Linked DNA regions of Mus musculus: region 1 is linked to region 2. The links are chromatin contacts, called in public promoter capture Hi-C maps. All regions are on one chromosome and are shown on one strand. Each heading gives the region's core, a stretch centred on a gene start, on an enhancer-like site or on the middle of the called end of the contact. The rest is flanking DNA. Distances are from core to core; before and after follow the strand shown.

Evidence for each region. Capture Hi-C pulls out chosen DNA fragments and counts their contacts.
Region 1: a contact with region 2 is called in a promoter capture Hi-C map of adipose tissue. The contact joins two enhancer-like sites. A contact is called at or near these places in 1 of 15 datasets of contacts at CTCF or cohesin (pro-B cells), 19 of 484 Hi-C or Micro-C datasets (the C2C12 cell line, DN3 thymocytes, LSK cells and 14 more), 3 of 115 datasets of contacts at active chromatin or transcription factors (embryonic stem cells and epiblast stem cells) and 3 of 9 other capture datasets (adipose tissue, liver and pancreatic islet).

Annotation. Positions count from the first base shown.
Region 1 is chr12:44,454,452-44,461,091 of GRCm38.p6, reverse strand. It overlaps Nrcam (neuronal cell adhesion molecule), which reads right to left. Exons shown (of 31, transcript NM_176930.4): 3 at 4,390-4,467. Among named protein-coding and RNA genes, the nearest start is that of Nrcam, 130 kb to the right of the region's middle. Within about 2 kb of position 2,936, at least 10 of the 459 cell types and tissues checked have an H3K27ac peak or open chromatin away from gene starts, as enhancers often do. A contact at or near this core is called in adipose tissue, where this site is marked.
Region 2 is chr12:44,280,446-44,287,640 of GRCm38.p6, reverse strand. Pnpla8 (patatin-like phospholipase domain containing 8) reads right to left here. Exons shown (of 10, transcript NM_026164.2): 2 at 3,937-5,063; 3 at 3,699-3,848. The coding sequence starts at 4,974. Among named protein-coding and RNA genes, the nearest start is that of Pnpla8, 15 kb to the right of the region's middle. Within about 2 kb of position 4,095, at least 37 of the 459 cell types and tissues checked have an H3K27ac peak or open chromatin away from gene starts, as enhancers often do. A contact at or near this core is called in adipose tissue, where this site is marked.

The sequences.
Region 1 (6,640 bases), core at 1,687-4,186, 170 kb before region 2:
CTGGATGCTCCTGTCATGCATTTCATTTTTGTTCTTTTCAAACTTTTTGTAGAGAGAAAAATATTGGAGAGACTTGCACTGGAATGATAAGAAAGATGTGTAAACAGGCCTGTGTCTCCATTGGAAACTCACTCTTCCCTGGGCAGAGATTCATGGGCCCAGCAAGGGGCCAGGACAATTCCATTTCTAAGTTATTCCCATAGGGTTGGGAATTCTTTTGCTGTAAACTGAGCCCTTATTAAATCCTATTACCCCATATATAACTCTGTGTGTGTGTGTCTGTCTGTCTGTCTGTCTGTCTGTCTGTCTGTGTTCAGGAAAAAACACTCATAGACATAAAATAAGCCAATTTTTCAAAGTTTAATTGGAATTCCCCTACACAGGTGATAATATTCCTCCTAGAAGCTGTAGGTTGTCGTGGAGAAATCCCAGTGCCAGGTGTGATATACCACCCCTCTAGCTGTTGGTCAGCATTATCCCAGAGACCTTGCAAAATAACGTAAACTGTTGGCATTTGCTCTTGGTTCCCCACCAGAACTTAATAGTTGACTCTATTGCTGAGGACAGCATACCCTTGGGTCCCAGGACATGAAAAAAAAAAAAAAAAATCAGTGGAACTGATCAAGAACCTTCCTCCCCTCTGGCTAGCTTTCCTAATATTGAAAGGTACTATGTAAGCTTATAGGAAGAAAAATCATCATTTTTACCAGCTTTAAAGTCTATGAAGTAAAGTACACCTGTGCAGCAACATATGGTCACTGGTACAATAGTAACATAAATCTTATAGGAGTGACCAATAGCTTTCTAATGGTATGTAAGGGCTAACTCACAGGAGGAAATGCATGCCTGAAACCGTAAATTGGGTGACAAAAGATGATGGTGATGATGATGATGGAGAGCTTATACATCCTGGAGGTGAACCTATTACTATCATTTTGCTAAATGAACACAGTGTCAAACGACCCTTTAAATTTATATCTCTATATCGACAGAGTAGTGCAGCTTTCACTGCACTAGGAGAAGTTTCTCAGTGTAGTGGACAGTGGTTAACTCAGAAACTCACAATTGGTCAAAGAGTAGAAAAGAAGTGTCAGTGGAATGCTACACACACACACACACACACACACACACACACATCATCATCATCATCATCATCATCATCCTTCCCCCACAACTTAAGAGACCATGGCAGAAGATGAGAAAAATCATAAGAGCCAGAGGTCAGGGAAGAATAGAGCAAAAGACAGTTGCACTTATGAACTTAGTAAGAGTTGTTGCCAGCCACAGGATCAAGCCAGTCACTATTCCAGCATGGACTGAGGAATGGACTCATGAGCACCATCCTAGCTGAGATGCCATTGATAGGCCACGGGTTCTAAAGGAGGAAGACTCAGTTTTTATTAAAGGTATAGCATCTAATAGGTCAACTATGCTCCAGTGGATGCCCCAAGAGTATATCATCATCACAAATAAGACTGTGGGTTACTGTTTTAAAAGAGGACACAGTTAGGAGTAGGTGGGAAAGTGAAGATTAATCTTAGAGGAGTGAAAAGGAGGAATGAGAGGTGATTATGATCAAAATACATTGTTGACATTCTCAAATAAATAATAAACATTAATATATATGCATATATAATATGTATTCATTTACTGAAAAATGGACAAGAAAAGCTGGGGAATTCTCAGAATGGAAGAATATTACTCATTGCAATCATCGGGCTTTCAAGGAAGACTTCCTGTGTGGAGAGCAGCTCATCTGGGAGATGCTCGTTGTGACCACCATAGAGGCAGAACTCACATGCAATACCTCAGGGATGCTGTCACTTAGTTGAAATCTGGATCTTGCCCTCTCAATACATCTGGTTAAGAGAGAATTAGTAACCACAAGGAAAGGGTGGAGTGGTTTTCTCTGTTACTAAATATCAGGTAAATTCAACTGGTACAAAATAATAAAGATACTTAGACCTCTGTTTTTGTTTTTATAAATTCTAGGATTCTCAGAATTACTGAATTATCCACGAGCTTTCCACCTCCAGTTTTGTGAGACCATATTTCTTTTTGTGGGCAGTTTTTGCTTCCTGACTTTGATTTGTATCTAATAACATGGGATAAACTTCTCAACTTTAGAAAGATTCCTTCATTGTTGGGTAATATTAAACTTATGTTCCTATTCAGGTTTTCCATTAAAATAGTCGTCTGCATTTACAAATCAACTGAAGTATGAAATCAGATCTCCCTTTCAGTTTACTACCCATTGAGAATATGAGCACCATTCTCCTATGATGAACAAACAACTGAATCTCACAAGCCCAAATGAAGAAACAACTTTCCAGTCATCAACAATTAAACAATTCCAATCGCCTTTTAGACTGCTAGAGTTTTCCTTTTTCACAGTCTGCCAAGTGTGACCAGTCTTTAAGATGCGTGGATGACCTCCCATGCAGTAACATAGCCATAGTGGAAACTAGGTTAAGGGTGTGATTGCAGGGAAGTTCTTGCTCTTCACATTAAATGGTGGATTAAAGAAATTCCCCCATTTGAGCCTTTCTTTCAAATAAGAGAACACTTACACATTAGGGTAAATGATAAGTCTGAATATATTCAACATGAGACACGAAGAGACAGGAAAGATCTGGGAGGGATATTGGCTTCCCAAACAGTCCACAATTCTGGCATCTCACATCTTTCAGACACTACAACACATTAACAAGTTGAGTTGTGGGAATCTCAACTGAAAGCTAAGTTGCTGTAATGTCCGCCCTCCTCTCCCCCCACAACTTTCTTAGTCTAATGTCAGAGGCAATGGCTGAATAGCCTGGGGACATTCTGAACACAAGCATGCTTTAGAATTTCGGGAAGTTTCAGCATGTCTTTGTGAGACAAGGGACAAAAATTGGGAAGATTCTCTGTGTTCGGTTTTTGGCCAGATGAGTCCATTCACAAAGACAAAAATGAGATATTTCATCAGCTCTAGCAGCCTGCCAAGAGAAAGTTCTCATTAGTCACTTAAAAGGCTAGCCAAACAGATCAGCAAGTATGTATTTGGAAAGGTGAAATTCAGCCTTTTTGCTTCCTTCTCTGGAAGACAAGAAATTCTTAAAACCGACTATCTTTTTAAACAACAAGAAAGAGAAAATATCATATCCTGCCAAGAAAATCCCCTTAGAGCTATGGCACAATATCTCAGTGATTGGGAAAGCACTCAGGTTATGTCAAATCACTGCATCCTTCCAGTACAACCTCGAGTGACCCTCAGGATCGCTTGACACACCTTGCCTTCTGGTACAATCCTCATTCTCTAGGAACAACAACCTAAAAATAATCACTAGCCTTTGACCTCTCTCTGCGTCTCCTAACAAACATGCTACAGACTATTTACAGAAGGCTAGATATTATCACAGGCAATATTAATTTCTACATCACTGATTATGGGGGTCTCTGATGGTATTTTAGAATACTACAAGAATCCATCACATGAAATCAGTTTCCAGACAACACAATGATAACAAATTCAGCTGGAGGCATGAATCATTTCCTCTTAACTACAAAATGACATCTCAATAGATCAACTCTTCTCAAGAACAATGAGCAAAACATGCTGGAAGGATTTTGCTACCTCAAAATCTTGCATGCAATCTTCTTAATTAAACTCCATGAGAATTCATTTGTTTAATTAAACCTATGAAGTACAGAAGCAGACATCTGAACAATAGGGGCCTTATAATTCTTTAAGAGAGCTCTTGTTGGTTGAGATCTAGTTCTCTGAACTATGTTCCTGATTTCCACTTAAGATATTTTTCACCAAGTGAAATAGACTACAATCGGTGGCCTTTCAGAAGGCCACCCAGGCCAAGCATGGTCTGCTCTGGAGTTGGTAATCCTATTTGACACAAATGGAGTGGGATGTGAGGTTCAAAGAGTGGGAAACAGGGGCTAGGAAAGGCCTTGCCAGACAGAAGGCATACACTTAAACTCTCAGAACTGACCTTTCCCTTATTTTGAGATACAAGAAAAACAGGATGCCATATTTTCAGTTTTCTGATATTTGTTCACATGTAATAGGAATGCTTTTTAACCTTCAGTTACTTCAGGAATTTTTTTATGAGCAGTGCTATTTTCTGTGATTAAAGAGAAATGCTTGAAAAAAAGCACAAACATTACTTCCACACAATGACGAGAGAGCAAGGCTAGGTCCTTCTCTGTGTATTTGATCTATTCTCTTTGACAAGTGAAATGATAAATGTCTCTACATTTGTATTCTCCCTTCCTGTCTTTTGTCATGCTCTCTGATGAAAAGTATCAGACATGATGCTAATATTACACAATCACATATTTTATGGTATAATTCACTTTATAATCTTAAATATTATAAAAAAATGCACATCCTACCTTTGAAGTAGGTCTTCTTACTTGAAGAAGTGGTATTTCGTTTTAATTCCTTAAGCCAAAGGTTTTCTTAGCATTGCTCTGTGGATAGAAAAGTTGGGGGTGGGAGAATGTTAATAAGACATCAGTTCCCATCAATCAAAGTAGATTGCCAATAAGTTAACAGAGTCCCTGATGGGACACACAATCACAGAGAGAGCCCTGCGAGGAAGACAAATTATGAATACATTTGCCAAAACATCTCTCTGTTGGTTTCTATCAAAAGTGACACCAGGGAGGTGACTAGGATGACTATACATCATATTAATGGATTCTAACCTGAAGAGTCAGTCTGAATCCAATTTGGAGATAGAGGATTGTTTAGACAGATGAAGAAATACAGACAGTTATGCAGATATGTAGACAGACAGACAGACAGACAGTGTGGATAAAATACTTTCTGGCTGTGTGCTTTTGATTGGTAGTTAGGTTTTCTATTTAGGAACATAGGAAGTCTTTTGCCTATATTTGTATGTTCTACCTCTCAGTGAGGATCATCATGAGCTGAGGAAAACAGCTAAAACTTGAGGGGAAAAAAATCACACCTATAGCAATGCAAAAGCTCTATCTCAGGCAGCCCCTGACTCTCTGATCCACAACTCCTCTCTTCTGTACACCTCAGCATTTCCTAAGCAAATATACCAAAGAAGAGTTAGCCAGGAAAGGACGCCCTGGATGAGAAACAGAGCAATCACACTGAGCACATCACATCTCAGCCTTCAGACAAGCAATTCAATGCCACCCAAGGATTCCTAAGGGAGCATTTGTATCTTTTTGGACTTGGTATTTTTGAAAACAGAACTCGCACTATCGACCACTGAAAACATCTTTCAGAGAAGAGAAACAAGTATCAATTCAGCCACCCTGGGCTGCAGTCAAATGTTAGGACATCATCAATCTCAAAATTACCCCAGAAATGAAGTAAAAAGAGCATTGCAGTGAGTTCAACTGCTTCGATTTATCCATGGCTGATGAAATTTTATGTCTTAAATTTAAAGAAATTCTTTACCTCACACGTAAAGGTATTTTGACTTTCTTTGCATTTAATGGATTATTATCTTATCAGGGCAAAACCTTAGTATTCTGAAAGTCAGTGTTTCTTGGAATAAAACACAGTTTGAAAGTAATAAACATTTTCTTCCCTTAATATATGATAACTATATAGAAAAAGAAAAAGAACTTCTAATGTTATGTTGGAGAGAGTCTATAAAAAATTTGAAGCTCTGTCTTCAGTTAACAGCTCAATAGATACACTTGAGAAACATGTATATTGCAATGCCTATACATCTAATATTAAATAAATAAATAAATAAATAAACCATAAATCAGACACTCCTACTAGAAATTTCAATTCACTTGCTGATTGGGGCCACAGATGGAAATATCAGAAGCCTCTACAAAACACAGTATTAGAGAATATTGTGATCTTTCAGACAAAGGTATATTTCATTCTACAAGATGACTTTCCCCTGGAAGACCACTGACTAGAACCTTAAAGATAAATGAGAAAAGCATTCTGCTTGGAAGGGCATTAGTCACAAAGTAAGTAGCAAGGGCAAAGTGTGGAGAGTCTACCAACAGAGCAGTGAAACCCCAGGAATAACGAAGAGGATGGCGAGGTGGTACCTCAGACACCTTCAGGCTGTACCTAAAAACTGCGGAGTTAAGCAATGAAAGATGTGTAGATGAAAGTAAGGGTTTTGTTGTTGTTGTTGTTGTTTTCGTTGTTTTGTTGTGGTGATGTTTTTGTTTTGTTTTGTCTTTTTGAGATGTGCTACTCAACAGCCAATGGGATGATACTCTGGGGGGGGACTCTGTCCATATAACAAGTTACACATCAATTCAGAGCAGGCCTATAATCCCAGTATTTGGGAGGTTGAGGTAGGAGTTGTCAGAAAGTTGCAAAACCAAGACAGAATTAGAGGCAGTCAAGAGAAAAGGGTAAACTAAGTCAAAAGCTTCAGGAAGGCTTCATAAGTACCTATTCTGTGGTTGCCAGCAAGAAGGATACAGCCTTGAGTGGGAGCTCCCTATGGCACTTACACATCCAGGCACTTACACTTTTAACACAGCTAGGGTTTAAAGCCTCTGAGGTTCCCCATGCTACCTCTGTGGACTAGGGTTGAGTCTTCATGGTTCCTATCACAAAGTCTTCCATAGCTTTCCTGACAAGAGGCCTTTGCTCACAATATTTCACAAAGGTGTGAAAATGTGG
Region 2 (7,195 bases), core at 2,846-5,345:
AAGACCAAAGATAAAAGACACATGGCCAGACATTAGGTTTATTATAAAGCTAAAGTATTTAGGAAGTACAATGTTGGAGCAAAAATAGATATATTAGCAGAACCAAATACTATATCCAGAAACAGACTATTTATAAAAATGGATCCATGTATAATTGCCTCATTTATGACAAATTTTTTCCAATCAATGGTCACTTGTTTAACTGGACAGGTGTATTAAGTACCAAATCTTCTGCCTTATATAGCAAAATCAAATCTATCCTAGATGAGCAATACACACTGGTGTGAAAGGTAAAAACATAATTTTAGAAGCAGCACAGAAAAACACTTAGGTTAGGCAATTCCCTTTGTGGGAGGGAGAACTGCCTATGAGTTCTGCACCTGCATCGTGACCTCCTCTCCTCCTATGCCCCTCCCTCCCACACTCATGACCTCTTCTTCCTGCTTGTTAATGGTGGTGATGGTAATGATGGCGAGTGCGCATGTGCGTGTGTGCGTGTGTGTGTGTGTGTGTGTGTGTGTGCGTGTGCGTGTGCGTGTGTGTGTGTATACACAACCTATTGAGTCCATTAAGCTTTGCCTGAATGTACATGTCCAGAGCAAACCACTTGGGTTTAGACAACCTGTATGGGAGCTCTTCCCTAGAGGGAACTGGTTCTGCCTCTCAGCAGCCACTGACAACCTGTATGCATTTCTTCATCTAGAGTAGAGGCCTGTGGAATTTCTCCACCCCACATTAGCATTTTCACTTGATGTTATCATTATGCCTGTCTAGTCAGAAGAAAAAGACAAGATGCTTAAATCAGTGGAAGAAATTGGCTGTGAATTTGTAAGTACATTCTCCCTGTCATGTCCAGGGGACACAACCCAGCAGCAAGTATCCTGAATCTCTGTCTCTTACAATCTTTCCACCACTACTACGGCAATTCTTCCTCCCCCATCCCCCAAAAACTTCTCTGGTAAGTGGGTGAGAGCTACACTTATCAGGCAAAATGTGGAAATACAAATATTTCTTTCTTCTTCTTTTTTTTTTCCCCCAAGACAGGGTTTCTCTGTGTAGCCCTGGCTGTCCTGGAACTCACTTTGTAGACCAGGCTGGCCTTGAACTCAGAAATCCGCCTGCCTCTGCCTCGCAAGTGCTGGGATTAAAGGTGTGCGCCACCACGCCCGGCTACAAATATTTCTTAAATTGAACACATATAAACTGGACTAAATTAAAACTAGTAGTTGTTCTTTAAAAAAAAAAAGATAAAAAAGATAAGGACTGGTAGGTAAGACATGGTACACACACATTCTCCTAGAAAACTTATACCATAACTTAATACAAAGGGACTTTGTCAACCAGTGAAAAAGCTGGTTAACCCCCTACAAAGTGGTATGTATCTACAAATCTAGCACTTGAAAGGCAGAGAGGCAGGAGGATGACAATGATCAGGCCAGCATGAACTACAGAGTAAATTTAAGGCTTAGGTAAACTTACATAATGTACCTAACTGAAGAATATAAAGAAGAAAGTGAAAAGCTGCTTAAAACAATAGGAGAAGTTGGCAACAGGAAAAGTTTAGTTGGGAAAGATCACAGTTGAGCAAAACATGATGCAAACAATTTCTTCAGTTCTTGGTTTTAGATTATTATTTAGAGGAAAGGTGAGAACTTTTTCCAATTACCTAGATTTTCATTTCTGACTAATCTAAATAGAATTTTCTTCTTGGTACTCAATATTTCTTGGATTTGGAATCAGTTCTCAAATATAAGAGACTCCTTAATAATTCAACTATCATGACTATTCCTAACATACTAAAGCTGAAAACTACCCAGATCTATTAACAGTACAACACAAACAACCAATTTTGACCCACCATACTAAATAAAAGGAGAACAAATCATTTACAACTACCTGCCACACTGAGTAAATCCTATCAATGTGCTGATGGAAAGAAAGCAATCACACGTGGAGCTCAAATTATCCTTTTTTTTGCAGACTAAGACTGAGAGGTAGAAGAAAGACTTCTAGGGCACTGGTGATGTTCTCTTTGCTTCTGTGCCAAGTCTGTGAACTTCCATTGACACAAAAGTACCTATGTTATTCTTGCATAAGATGCTGTTAAATCATTCTTTATATCATATGCTATGTCTGAATGCTAGACCTCTTGTAGTTTATGTTGGAACTTAGTTCCTAGTACAGTATTAAAAAGTAAGGTCTTTTGGGTAGTGTTTAGGATATAATACCTCTGCCTCACATATGAGTTTAGAGACCTTGAAAGTTTAGCTGAAATGAGCTGCTGTGCTGTTTCTTCTGCGTGTGCCTGAGTTACTTACAAGCTGCAGCATACACCCATCAAACCTTCACCAGCCACCAGGCGTGCCAGCACTTTCCCTGTGCTTCGCAATATGCACATTACGAGGAACAGACTGCTGTTGGGTACAACCTATCCAGTGTGAGGTGTTCTGTTACAGCAACTCGGAGACTAAAACAGTAATTATATTTTAGATCTCTCCTTTCTAGGTATCCCTGACATGAACATTATCTTTAAAAGCACACCTGTATTTCAAAAACATATCTCCAAAAATATATCAATATATATGAAAGATAAATCTTAAATTTTAGGAATATGAAATATATAAACTCTGAATGTATGTGTTATACAATATAAAACTACTGAAGGGTACATTTCAAAGAAATACTTTTCAACAAGACAGATATCAAATGGTAGAGAAAGTATGAATTAACAATTTTCTGAGTGGTAGGTTAAAAAAAAGCACTAACTGGGTTTTAGTAAACAGTAACAATATCATTATGGTATTTCCAAATTAGGGGATAACGTGAAATGTTGGGCCCCATTTTGGCCCTGGTTTGGGCCTTGAGGACAAACCCAAGCCTGGCTTGAGTTTCTGCGGTCTTGTGGGAACACCTAAGCCTGACTTGAATTTTGAGACCTGTCTCATTCCCTTACTAGCTGGGTGACTCAGTAAGACTAGTTTGGCCCTGCCTCTGCCCTGCCTCTACCCCGCCACTGCTGATGTAGAACTCTGCCTTTGGCCCTGTCACTCCATACCCTCGGTCACCCTTCTCCACTTCCTACGACATCTTACCCCACCAACAATCCCCCTCCCTATGTTCCGAACTTATATAAGTGAGGGGCTGATGCCGTAAAGCTGAGTTCCTGCTTCAACAAGACTCCTGGCTTGGTGTGTTTCTTTTAGGCCATGGGCTCAGCCCGGGAGAGACCCTGGCGGGGCCGGCAAAGTGCAAAAGCAATGGCTTTCCACATTATGTTTCCGTCTTTTGCTTTTAGACAGAATCTTAATAAATAGCCTAGGCTGGTCTCACATTTATGATCCAAATACTGGGATTAAAGGTGTTTGACCACATCTGGCTATTTCCTATCTTGAAAAATAATTACACAGTAAAACAGCTGCACTGCAATTAAGAATTTGACGATTCTGAGGCAATGGAACTGACATAAACGTATGCTCCACTTCAAAGTATAAATATTCATGCTCATAGCAGAATTTATGTCACAGCACAAAAGGAACTCATTAGCCTAATGTGTATGATAAAATAAGACAATTCCTGAATATATATTGTATGATTTAAAAGAACAAAAAATTTTAAATAAAAAAGGCTTTGCATTCCCCACTTTAATAGGCTTATTTAAATTTTTTTTCAAGACAAATATTAAATAAGTTAGAAATTACCTTGATAGCCACTCCTTTTCCTTCAGGAAATTCTAGAAGATGAAAAGTCAGTTCTTCAACCCTAGTAATACAGAGCTTTGGGTCGGCTGTTCTTCTTAAGGCCTGAACTAAGGCTCGAGTTCTGTTATCAATACTCACTCTTGCAATAATCTGTAAGGGGATATGAAACATGATTAGAAGATGGAGTTACTCTACAAATGGTTAACATTTCTTAAGCCCACACTGAAAGACAACTTGCCTTTTCTTGCTGAAGTAGCACACGCTTTTTCTCCTCTGCCTTCTTGTCTTTGTTAACAGCCTGCTCTGTTTTAGCAGACACTTCCTGTTCTTCGGGCGGACTCTTGGGATCAGACTTTAATTTGGGTACAAGTCCACCAATGTAACCACCGACTAAGGCTTGTACGCCTTCAGTGGGACGAGAAAGGAAGTTAGCAATACTTTGTTTTGCAGACACTGGGTGAGCCTCAGGCATCTGGGTCGGGCTGGAAAGTTTGTCTTTAACTTCTAGGGGAGATTCCGAGTCTGGCCTGTCTGCCACGGTGTCAGGGCCTGGAGAACTGGATTTCCTTTCTTCAAGGTCTGGCTTGTCCTGAAGCTGTTTATCTTCCTTTGTTTGAGACATTTTTCCCTTGCTTTTGAAATAGGAATTAATATGATTTGCTAAAACGGAGAATGACTCTCCAAATCTGGTGGTTATACCGTATGTGTAATGGAAAAGGCTGTGTTTACCTGAATCTTCTTCTTTATCTGCAAAGTAACTTTTCTGTTCTGCTAAAGAATTCTTTCCTGCTGATTTATCACTATAGTTTTTCAGAGACTCGACGGCTTGCTTAACATTTTTTTGTTTTAACCATCCCTTATCTGATACTTTTCTTAATATTCGAGAACTTGGCTTAAATTGAGCTAACCGTGTAACCATTTCATTTTGACTGCCAAAAATAGCCTTTGAAACTGAATTCAAAGTACTTTTAATACGGGACATATGAATGCTCACTTTTGTAAGTCCCTTGGGAGCAGAAGTGCTAAGTCTCACAATTCCAAAGTGTAAGCCATGGTTGCTTGGAGAGTGCCAGTGTTTGCTGCAATGTGCTTCACTTCTATTCCATTTACAGCTTTTCTTACTTGTGTGAAACTCTCTGTGCACATTGACATGGTTCATGCGCCAATACTGTTTAGAACACACAAAATGCAATTGTTTGCTTCTCTGTTTCCCACAAAGACTTCTTGCATTATTAAGGAAGTAAATATATATATCTAGAGTCAAATTAATAGACATAACTTAAAAATCATTTATTTTCTATGTGACATTCTCTCATTCCATTCCTGAATGCTTCATTTAGGAAATTCCATAATTCATGGTCTTACCTGAAATAGTTAAAAAAAAAATTAATTAGCATTCAAGTTAAAAATTAAAGTTGAGTTAATATATATGACTTTGTACCACAGCAATAAACCATCTCAAAGAAAGATGGAATAAAGCTAGAGAGATGGTTCAGCAGTAAAGAGAGTACTTCTTGCTCTTGTTAGAAGACTGGGTTCAGCTCCCAGTTCCAGGGGGTCAGGTACCCTTTCCAAGTCTCCAAGGGCACTGCACAAATATGGTACACAGATATATATGCAGGGAAAACACTCAAACACATAAAAAAATCAATACATGAAAATTTTAAAAGATACACTACTGTATCTCCAAAATGCTGATGAGATTTCATTTTTAAAGTAAGGAGGAATAAATAAGCGTTCACTGCAGATGTCAGTGAGAAGCTGGAAGTAGGATGTTTAGGAGAAGAATTCAGAGACATCTCCTACTAGGTTTTTCTAATTATACAGTTTCTCTTTTTATTATTCAATTATTCACTAGTTTAAGACATCAGATTTTTAGTACTCTGAAGGCAAGGGTCAGGCCTTTATTTAATCTGTTGTGTATCTTTATAGACTGCTCAGTCCACAGTGAACATGGTATGACGTGTTGGGGGCTATACACGGGTTACTAAAGAACTTCCAGCTTAAAGCAAGAAATGGCCATGTCAAGACTACCTCCCATAATCTAGTAATAACTGCTCATTAAAGAGGCTTCCTAAGTTCCCCTATCTAGTAAATGGCTCATTAAATCAAGGTAATGGGTGGTGAAAACCCAGTGGCTAATGTGATTGCTGTGCAAACATTAAGACCCAAGTTATACATGTAAGCTAACCACGCCCATGGAGGTGGGGCAGAGACGGGAGAACTCCAGGTGCTCACTGCTCCCTGTCTACCCAGTGCTAAGCCAGTGGTTAGGTGAGAGACCTGTTTCAAAAAACAACAGTGACAAAAGAAGACATTCGATGCTGACTTTTAGCCTATACACACATACACACCAGATTAGACTGTGTGTGGCAGCTTGCAAGTGGTTCATCACTATAATAGAGAAAAACATATCTAAGAAGGAATAACCTCAAATAAACAAGAAAGATAAAGTAGGCCATTCATTGAAAAATAAAATAGTACATTGATAAGAAATATTTATAAGTCAAGAAAGATCAATTAAAACATATTTTGACCAGGTTTGGTGGCACATGCCTGCAACCTCAACTCTCAGAAGGCTTAGGCAGGAAAATCACAAATTCAAGACTAGTATGAACTTCATGGTTATAGGCAGCCTGGAATACAGGGTGAGACCCACTGAACAACAACAACAAAGCCTAAGCAGGTATTTTATCCTTTTAACTAGCTAAAAATGTGGACTACAGAAATACCTCAAACATATCTCACAAAGTATATGCAAGGACAAAGAATTAATTTCTACTACTAAGCATAGGTGGTAGTAACTGGGAAAAGTGTGAGTGCTATCCACTGTTACTAATGGGTTAGGAAATTAATGCATTTGTTCCTTTGAATAACTGAGGGACCCAGCAAATTACTGCTCTCTCCTGGGAGGAAGAGAATGAGTAAAGTGGTGCAGGTTAGAAAGGAGACTTGCTGTTGTGACCAGTGATGGCAAGCGGGGCCTAGAACATTAGTATATTCATTAGAAAATATGAAGGCATTTTATATTACTAGTTTCCCAGCCTTAGTCAGAGAAGCTTCTCTTTGCCATGAGCAGTGCAGAGAACAGTTCAATGAACAAAGGTACTGAGAATGTGACGGCTTGAGTCAACAAGACTTTTGTTCTACCTATAGTCTTAGGGATCATCACAGAGAGCAAGAAAGAGTTTTGTTCCTAACAGTAGGGAAAGGACTGGAGAATGCTGCCTTTTGTACAGAGTGCAGCCAACAGTCATGGCCTGACTGACAAGATTAAATTTATCAATAGTCAATCACAGACAAGGGAGGGACTTACAGGGCTCTGCCCATCCCTGCTGAACTACTGGCTACTTATGGATTGGAGGGAAGCAGGTTTTTTGATTTTTTTTTTAACTTTTTTTAAAAAATTTAATTTGTAATTTATAATTTTAATTAATTTGTAGTTCATTTTTCACACTCCATATTCCATTCCACGGCCCTCCCCTCCCACCCTCTAA